Regions from separate parts of the Mus musculus genome. Here region 2 is linked to region 1. A link is a contact called in public HiChIP or PLAC-seq data. All regions are on one chromosome and are shown on one strand. The core of a region is the stretch at or near the end of the contact, and the rest is flanking DNA. Distances in the headings are between cores, read along the strand shown. Region 1 holds the start of 4930429H19Rik (RIKEN cDNA 4930429H19 gene). Region 2 holds the start of Chaserr (CHD2 adjacent suppressive regulatory RNA).

What was found. HiChIP or PLAC-seq counts read pairs in DNA pulled down with a chosen protein or histone mark.
Region 2: a contact with region 1 is called in an H3K4me3 HiChIP or PLAC-seq map of embryonic stem cells, with 11 read pairs. The contact joins the promoter of Chaserr here to the promoter of 4930429H19Rik in region 1.

What each region holds. Positions count from the first base shown.
Region 1 is chr7:73,307,735-73,312,397 of GRCm38.p6, reverse strand. It overlaps 4930429H19Rik (RIKEN cDNA 4930429H19 gene), which reads right to left and starts at 2,018. Exons shown (of 3, transcript NR_105062.1): 1 at 543-2,018.
Region 2 is chr7:73,556,436-73,561,098 of GRCm38.p6, reverse strand. It overlaps Chaserr (CHD2 adjacent suppressive regulatory RNA), which reads left to right and starts at 2,704. Exons shown (of 5, transcript NR_037569.1): 1 at 2,704-3,060. RefSeq lists a cis regulatory region at 2,133-3,222.

The DNA.
Region 1 (4,663 bases), core at 769-3,268:
AGCCCAGAAAGATGAACATACGTGTCCACGTACCCCAGAGGCCTCAGATAACCTCTATCACAAGCCAGAGCTCAGGACAAGACGACTGACGACCTACCCAGACCCTCTCTTAAGACTGAGCTTATTATAAACTAGGGCCCAGGAAAGTGCTTGGGAACGGAATGAGGTTGGCTCAGTGATGTCACATGGGGACAGCTGGGAGCCACACCTTTGCTTAAAGAAAGAAAGTTTATTTTCTTTATGTTCAGGGTTTGGGATAGCGATCAATTGATCAAGCTTGCCTAGCGTGAATGAAGCCTGGGGTTAAATTCCCAGTTACACATAAGCCAGGCATGGTGGCACATACCTGTAACCCCAGCAGTTAGGAGGCAGAGGCGAGGGTCAGAAGGGCAGCATCATGCCCAGCTATGCAAAACGATTGAGTTCAGTCTGAGACCCACAACTTTCATAAAAGTAAAAGTAAAGATGTTTATGTGAACCAGAGAATAAACAAACTCCCCATGTTTATAGAGTCCGTCACCATTTACAAATCGACTTTTCACCTTTGTGTAGATTAATGCCCAGTTTGCAGATGCGATGCAGATGCGAGATGGAGGGGTGAGAGACGGCATGGATTGCTGGTCATGGCTTCGGACTTGAGCTTGGGTCCCAACTCAGCTCTCATATCCCCACTGTCCGATACTTCCCCAAACCTCCACAGAACACAGTTTCTGCAAAATTGCTTCACGGTTCGGTTCTTCAGAACCTTTTGTGTAAGAGTGAAAGGAGCTCTCAGTTAACATTCTCAAAATGGGTTACTCAAAAGTGTTACATGCATGTGTGAAATTCGTCACAATAAAAACCATTATTTTATACAATTAGTATGTACTGGAAAAAAAAAGAGAGAGATCTCACTACAGATAAATTGTCACTCAGCCCTTGACTCAAAATTCTTGGAACTCCAGTTTGTTGAGTAGGAGATGCACCTTGGTTCCCAGTTTGTTTTTCAAACCTCGTTGAAATGTTATGTAGCTGGGACAGGGAGAGGAAGGCTTTGGTGAGAGAGATCTGTATTTTAGTGTTCTCTCTTGCTTTTTTCATCAGAGAGTCAGCAAGACGTCAGGTTTTCAGAGTGAACCGGAGAAGGGGAGAACGTGGAAAGGCCCTGTGGGAGGCGAGAAGTGGAAAGATCGGGAGGAGGAGACACAGCACTTCCCCAGCCCTGAAGGTGGCCTGGGCTCCATTTGCTGAGGACTGAGGAGTTAAAAATCACACCTAGGTTCTATTTGACTTGGGCTGAAGGGTTTGCAGCATGTAATGGTGACTCTGAAAGTCCTCTAGGGAGAAATGTCTCTGAAAGGTAGAGACACATTGTCACTGACTGGTCTGGTCCTGCTAAAGGGCAACCAAACTGGGGAAAGCATCTGAAAGAGCAAGCTTACATAGCCCCTCCCACTTCCAAGAGCACTATGGCAACCATGGCTTCCACAGTCGCTCCCACCAACAGTCGCTCTGTTTTCACCACCAAAGCCTTCGCCCACACCACCTCTAACACTACCATTACTTCTGCCATAGTTACCATCTCCACCGTCACCACTGTTACCACCTCCGGCTAACACCACCACCGCCACCTTAGCTATTGTCATTATTGCCTCTGCTACCACCACCACGGACTACCACGAACACCAGCACGGATCACAGGGTTACCCTGCAGCCGCCACCATGGCCTCCATCACCGCTGTCGTCATCACTACTCCTGCTGTCTCCACCTCTACCAGCATCACCATCATCTCTGTACCATCTACGCGGCCACTACTGTTATCGCCACCATCACATCTTGACGGAATCATCACCACCGTCGCCATCTTTCCTCCACTAGCAGCATTATCACTATTACCGTTATCGCTACCACTCCCGTTTTCTCATTAGCATTTCCTAGGCACTGTTGTACAAAGCAGGGAACAGTCTCAGGCTAAATGATTTGTTCAATCCCATACAGCAACAAGTTAGAAAGTCAAAATGTCATCCCGGGTCTGTATGAGGGAAGTGGTTCAGAATGTTGCATTGTCGGGCGTGGGATACGCGCTGCGTCTTGGTTTACTCGTAGGCAGGCACCTCTCTGTTTGGGCATGAGAGGCTCCTTGTGGGCCGTGACCAGGACCGACAATCTGTTTCCCTTTCTTTTTCGGTCTTTCTTTCACACAATCTGGATCATATGTCTTTTCTGGTCAGAACAAATAAAAATGTTTTATGTCTCCCCTCCTTTTTTTCTGGGTTTTGGATGTAAGTGTTTGCACACAGTTCTGGAAGCAGATGGAGCCTGACAGAAACCCATGTGAGAATTCAAACTCAGAAGCTCTGTGACAGGGCACTCACATTCATAGGCATCTCTGGGAATTCCAAAGACGGAGAGACATCTAGGTAAAGGGAGAAAAGGGGACAGAGATACAGACACATACTGAACGCGAACCTTTGTGTTTTGGAGATATGCTAGGACGCCCTGGCTTTTCAGTGACTGCTTATTTTCCAATCGATGGAAAGTCAAAGCCATTGGATGCTGCCTTCTCCCTGATGTTATCAGGACACACTTGCTCACACTTCCTACCAGCCTGGCTTCTCTTCAGATGAGGAGGACATAACTCTTCCTTGCAGAGTCCATAGCTCCACGCCAGAGTCAGGTATGGCTACAGGAAATAATAACACACTGTCTGATGCCCTAGGTAAACTGTGGCTACATCTTGGCTTGGCATGCCTCCAGACTGTTGTTTCAAAAGGCAATTCCCCTGCACCAAACAAGCTCAAAGCTCTCTGCTGGAATTACCGATGGTTAAATTGAGTTGTAGCTAGATTAGGGTTCCCACCCATAACAAATCACCTGGGAAGCAAGTTTGCAGTAGTGTGTTTGGCCTACGAGGAACTGCTGGGCCTGGCTGCATTGTATTCTGGATGTGTATGACCTGGAATCTGTGAGAACTAGGCATGATGACTTTCATATCAATCCGTATTCCAGGAGGACTGCTGGAAGCATTTATGGTTTTCCATAAGAGTTGCCTCTTACCTCCTGTTTGCTTCTTTGCCCTGTCTAGCTCTTGGGCAACTTGGTGCCATCGGAAAGGTTGGTAGAACTGAGTGAATGAGGGCCCGGGCCTGCTTTTATCACCATCTCCATCTCTGTGTCTTTCCCCGGAGCCTTGGTGGAAAGTGGGGACACTGGGAGCCCTCGTGCTTAGCTTTCAGGGGTGGTTGACAGAAGGAGGGACTAATAGTCACAGAAGTCCCTCTCATGGAATAACATGCTATTCATAGCCCAAGACTCTGCTGCTGTGGTCATGATTGATGGTTGCTTTTAAGAGGCTGGTGTGAGGGAGGATGGGGGTCGGGGTGAAAGGAAGCAACTGTTTGAGGTGTGGAACGCAGATGTGACCCCCACCTCGCTCATCTGTCAGACACAAAATGTCCCCCTCCTACTGACCTAGCCGGGAGTTAACTCTGTTTTCCTCAAGAGTAAGACCAGATGAGGTGCTGCTGACTGTGTGTCAAATCTCTCACACAGCAGGTTTCCAAAGTCGAGAATCTAATTTTTATTTTTCCCTTAAAAATGTCTATATCGTCATTTCTCCTTAAAAATAAAAATGAATCTGGAAGCACAGTGATTCGCTGCCCTTTCCTGGTCAGCTGTCTTAGGTCTAGGGTGGTTCTGGGAGTGGGAGGGGTGAGCACAAGAGACCAGCGTTGCTTGTGATCTTCCTTGTGGTGAGAGAGGACTTGCTGCCTCACATCCTGTGTCATAGAATTGGAAGACCCTGGTATCATGGGTGGCTCACCAGGTCTAGTCCTCGTCCCAGGTGCCACTGGTTTACCCCCACACGAGGGAGGGACCGTTGCTCTGCCCTCTCTACCCTCATGTGGCATATCCTACTACCTAATCCCCATCCCCCATCCCAGAGGAGAATAGCCATGACCATTGAGTGTGGGATTTGAACCCGGGTCTTTAGAGTTCAGAATCACCGCATTGTGTTGCTGTCCTAGGCTTGGTGAAGCAGGAGCCCTTAGGCAGCAGAGACAGTTAACATGGCAGGGCAGGGAGGGAAAGCGCCTTTCCCTCTGACCTCTCTCCTAAGCCCAGCAGAGCAGGCACACCACAGGCATCTGACTTTGATTGGAGCCGGCAAGGCCAGCGGAGACAGGAAACATACCTGTGGTCCAGAGCCTCCCTTCATCCCTGAGAAATGCCATTTACAGATGGAGAAGAGGACAAAATATGAGAAGACAGGAAGCTTCAAATTCAACAGATGCACAGTAGCATCCTGGGAGGTAGGGTCACAGCCCACTGAGAGCAAACAGCCCGAGCCGCAGGTTGGAGCGTAAACACAGAGGCACTGAAGTCTGGTTTTCTTAGAGGGACCACAGGGGCTGGGCTGGGGGAGAGAGAGGTTTGCTTGGTGTGCAGTGGCCCATGCGGGAGCCCTCCCTGTCTGGGAGAACAGGCTTCTGAGCTGAAAAGAAAACAAGAGTATGTCTTTCAGAACTGGCCTGGGGGCATCATTGCCTTCTGGCTTGGCCTCCCACTGGGGCAAACCAAAGCCCTAGGGACAGGGACAGCGGTGACTTGCCACAGCTTCAAGGAAGAACATGCTGTCTTCCAGTGGCCCACGGAAGATTCAAGGAATCCTGTGGATAAATT
Region 2 (4,663 bases), core at 1,455-3,954, 250 kb before region 1:
TATCGGTTGGTTGTACATGTTGTGTGTGTTCTGGATCGGGTGGCTTCCTTTTTAAAAATGGCTCTTGTGTCAAGACTGGTCTTGAATTTGAATGTGATTGGTAATGAATGCCTTTGGATGTCTCCCGTTTCCACCTCTGGATCGCTGGGATTATTATGGGTCTGCACACTGTTTCCTGAGCTGCTGGGGCTTGAAGTGAGTGAGAACCCAGGCCACGTGAGATAAGAATTCTGCCACCTGAGTGAGGTGTCTTCTCCCATGTCTTTGTTTTTTTTTTTTTTTTGTTTGTTTTTCCTTTTTTGAAATAGCTGTCTTGTAGCCCAGGATGGTTTCAAACACACACACTGCAATCTTTTTGCCTTCCTCAGTCTCCCAAGGGCTAGGACTAAGAGTATAAATGATGATGCCTGGAGAAAATTTAATTTGTATTAAAGCATTACGTCTCAAAGTATATTGCCAGGAAGTATGTCTAGTACAAGACGTGCACAGAAGTCACCTGAGCTCTGTACAAAGTTTTATCTTATACCTAAGTAGCTTATGCATCATTAACTTTAGTCACCTACTGGGTTTTTGAGATAGGGCCTTGCTATGTGGCCCAGGGTGAACATGATCATACTCATGGGCTCACACCTCAGCCTCTCAAGAACATCTGCTGAGAAGTTTTCTTTTCTTATTTTTCTTACATATCTACCATCTATCTACCTACCTATCAGTAATCTACATATTTCCTAGCTATTGTCTTCCTTCTAAAAATTTATAAAAGATCTTTCTTTTTATGTGTAGGAGTGCTTTTCCTGCATGTAGGCATATTCCCTTGTGTGTGGCTTTGGCGGTCAGATGAGGGCATGGGATCCCCTGGAACTGGAAATTAACGACAGTTCTGAGCTATGATGTGGGTGCTAGGAATTGACCCGAGGTCCTCTGGAAGAGCAGTCAGTTCTCTTCACTGCTGAGTCATCTCTTCACCTTTAGTATATGATTTTTATTCTCCAAATTCTATTTCTATTAATTTTAAACTTATCTGTACATGTGTCTATGTGGGTGTGTGTGCACGGGAGCGCAGGTGCTCTAGGAGGAAGGCATCGCAGAGGTACCCCTGGATTTGGACTTACTGCTAGTTTCCAGTCACCTTATGTGGGTGCTGGAAACTGAGCTCAGGTCTCCCGGAAGAGAAGCAGTACATGAGATCTTAATCACTGAACCGTCTCTCCAGCCTCAGTGTAATTTTTTTTTTTTAAGCAAGGGTTTGAAGGGTCAACCTGAGGTTCACCTGTAAAAGGTGCTATGCTGACAAGCCTGATGTAGGAGAGAAGCGACTCCTATACTGTGTCCTTTCACCTCCTGTGTACATTAAGTGCTGTGACACTTAATGTGGACAGACAGACAGACACATACACACGCTCAAATTAACGTTAAAAAACATCAGGACAGCCAACACTATGTTAAAGAGACCTGATTCCACACCCCTCCAAAAGGGAACTAGAACGACTTTTGTGGTCCATGATCAAGTAATGTGATTTTTAACCCAGGAGCAAACTAAGTTTCAAGAGAATTTTAGAACTGTTCCTCTCATCTCAACAAGCAAGCCCCTTCTTAAAAGTGTTTTTCCCTCATGGAAACTAATAGCATATTTTCTTTTCCCCTAGCCCCTTGCCAAAAGAAACATTTCCACATTCCGCTTCTGTGCGAGAACAACTTCCTTAGATACTTGAGGACAGACGGTTCAGAGATTCATTTGTATTCTGCCTAAACTTGTTTCCAGGCAGAAGTGGGAAGAAGAAATGTAAAAGAGTGGAGTTTTTGAGAGGAAATGAAGCTTGTACTGTGTAATTCTCTGGGGGAAAGCTGGATAGACATGTTTAAACTACCACTTCAACAACGCTGCCCTAAAATGTGGGATCCAGCTAATCAGAATTAAGAGGCTGGTTTGTTAGGCCCTCAGGACTACTGGGCATGCTACTAGATTACCTCAAATAAGTGGTATATCAAGTCAGATATTAGGTTAGCGAATGTGCTGGTCATAACCTGCCTGTGGTCTGGTTCCTTAGGGGCAAAAAATCCTGAGGCTATGGCGCTTGCCCAAGAAGGAAGGTTCTGCAGTTTTTGCTTATCTTGTCAATCATGTCGTTTTCGCTCTATCACTTCCTCTTCCTTTGTGGACGAAAAAAATCTCAAGTCAGAAACAGGAAAGGTTAGCTTTTAATGGCTCGTCCGTACACAAACTACCTTCGAGGGTCCGCACTGCGGAGCAGAAAGTTACGTCTCTCCCCGCAAACCCAGAGTTTCACTATCTGCCAATCGCAGGTCAGGACTTCTCTCCTGAAACGCCCACGGGCTATGATTGGCATTAAATAAGCCCTATTGGTGCTGAGAACATGGAAGCGGTGGGTTCAGAACTGACCAATAGTATGCAGTTGGGGCGGGAGGAAGGTACGAACGAAGTGCGTGATGCCGCTCCGGGAAGCGAGGGCAGGAAGCTAGCCCAGCCAATGGCCGCCGCGGGCGGGTGTCGGCGCGCGTGCGCACTGGGGGTCCCGGAGCTGCAGGCGGGAGGTTGGGGGAGGGGAGCGAGCTGGAGCGCCGCGGAGCTCTAGCCGCCGCCGCAGCTCCCGCCGCAGCGAAGAGGCCATGTTGTGTGGTGTGTGGGGCGGGGGGAGGAGGAGGAGGGAGGAAAGCCGAGCGAGGAGACGGGAGAGACACCACACACGGCACAAGATGGCCGGAGAGGCAGCAGCAAGCCCAGCTGTCAGGCGGTCTGCCGCGGCCCGTGGGCTCGCCGCTGCGCTGGGAGCGCTACCCCGGCGTCCTGGAGGGCTCTGGGAGAGCGGGGAGGCCGCGGCTGGGGCGAGGCGGCCGCGCGCGATGTGGGAGCTCGCGGCCGGAGCGCCCGGGGAGGCCGGGCCCACGACGCCCGTGGCTCCGCTGCGGCAGCGGCGGTGCTGGTGTCGCGCGCGGCCGGGAGGCGGCTTCGCGCCGCGGGCGGGAGGCTGCGGCGGGCGACCCGTCCTGGACACGCGAGGAAGAGCGAGCCGATGGCGGCAGGGGCCGCGCTTCGACCCGGTGAGTAGCTCCCCTGCTCCCTTTATTGTCCTTTGTCCTTGGGAGGAAAAGCACGACGTCCTTGAGCGCGGGCGGGAGGGGCGGCGGGTGGCTGCCGGCTGGCTCTGCACACGCAGCCCCGGGCACTGCCGCGGAGGGCCGATGCCACGGGAGCACGGGGTCGGGCCACCGCGTTCCCGCTGCATACCCAGCCGGGCGCCGCGCTGCGGTCCGAGCCAGCGGGGAGAGGGCGGCGGCCGCGCCGTGGAACCCCTGCTTGCTCTGGTGAGTTACTTCGATACTTAGCGAGAAATAACAACAATCCTCCGTTGATGGGCTTTTAAAAATCTTTTCCAGTGAGGTGGGAACCCATCTTTGGGGTCGGATCTAAAAGAACAATGGAACCTCTCACTTCGCTTAAACCAAAATAAAACTTGTCTTTTTCCCCCCTTCTCCCTGTTGGGTGTTGGCTTTTAACTCTTTCTAAGCTGCTTTTGAGAACGGCTGTTAGTGTTCTAGATGCAAAGGTACCTTTCAGCTTGTTAAACGTCCGTGACGTTTGTTGTCTTTTAGAAAAGGCAAGTTACAGGAGTGCATCTAGTATTTCAAAAATGACGACGGCAACAAGGCAGTTTAAAGGAAGTAGATTTGATAATTATGGTGCAAGATGATGGCGTTTGATGAATACAGCTTATTTTTACCGAGAACTTTCGTTAAGACCATTTGACATCCTGATACTTGAACATAACCGTACTGTTTGATACTTTTTTAAATGAGTAGGTAAAGCCGTTATCAGCAACTTCTCACTTGAATGTTAAATCTAACTTGAGGCGGTTCCGACCCTTTACAAGTTAAAATTCATCTTGTTTAAAAGAGAGTGTATACTATTAGAAACCTTGGCCGTAAAAGTTAAGAAATATTCTAAAAGCAGAGCTCTTTAAGTTACTTAGTGTAAATCCTGAAGTAAGACTGCCATTGATGGGCGATGAAGAGGGGCCATATTTGTTGCATTTGTTGCACGTATAAAAGTCGAGGTGTGCTTAGAAACGGAACAGTATGGAAACAACAGTTTTAAAAAATTTGTTTCTGCATACTCATTTAAAAATTATTTGAGGTAATTTAGGATCAGTCGTTGGAAGACTAGGAGTGTTCAGACCTTTGTGTATTTTTGAATATATTTGTCTTCATTCTGCGGAGCTCTTGTGCTGTAAAGGTGAATAACTGCGTAAAGACAGTGTTGGGGAGACTTACGTAGCTCATCTAAAATCAAAGGTGCGGGTTGATTGGACCTTATTTCATCGGGTATTTACAGTAGAAAACAATTGGAATACCTTTTATGGGGTAGACATAGTCTATCAGTTGCCCATACCTTGATTTCTCAGAATTTCTCAGTACTAATTTTGTTTTTTCAAAAGAATGCTGTGGAATATTTTATCACTGAAAGTGGTTTTAAAGCGATTGAGAATGTAGTTCAGAATCCTTTTTGAGTTATAAAATGTGAAAATAATTGTTAGCAGATCTATGATCTTACATGATAAATTTGGTAGGAGAAAGACAATATTCTGGACCCTGGTTTGGTATTGAATGAAGGTCATTAGATACCACAAGTTTTAGAGCTGCTTAA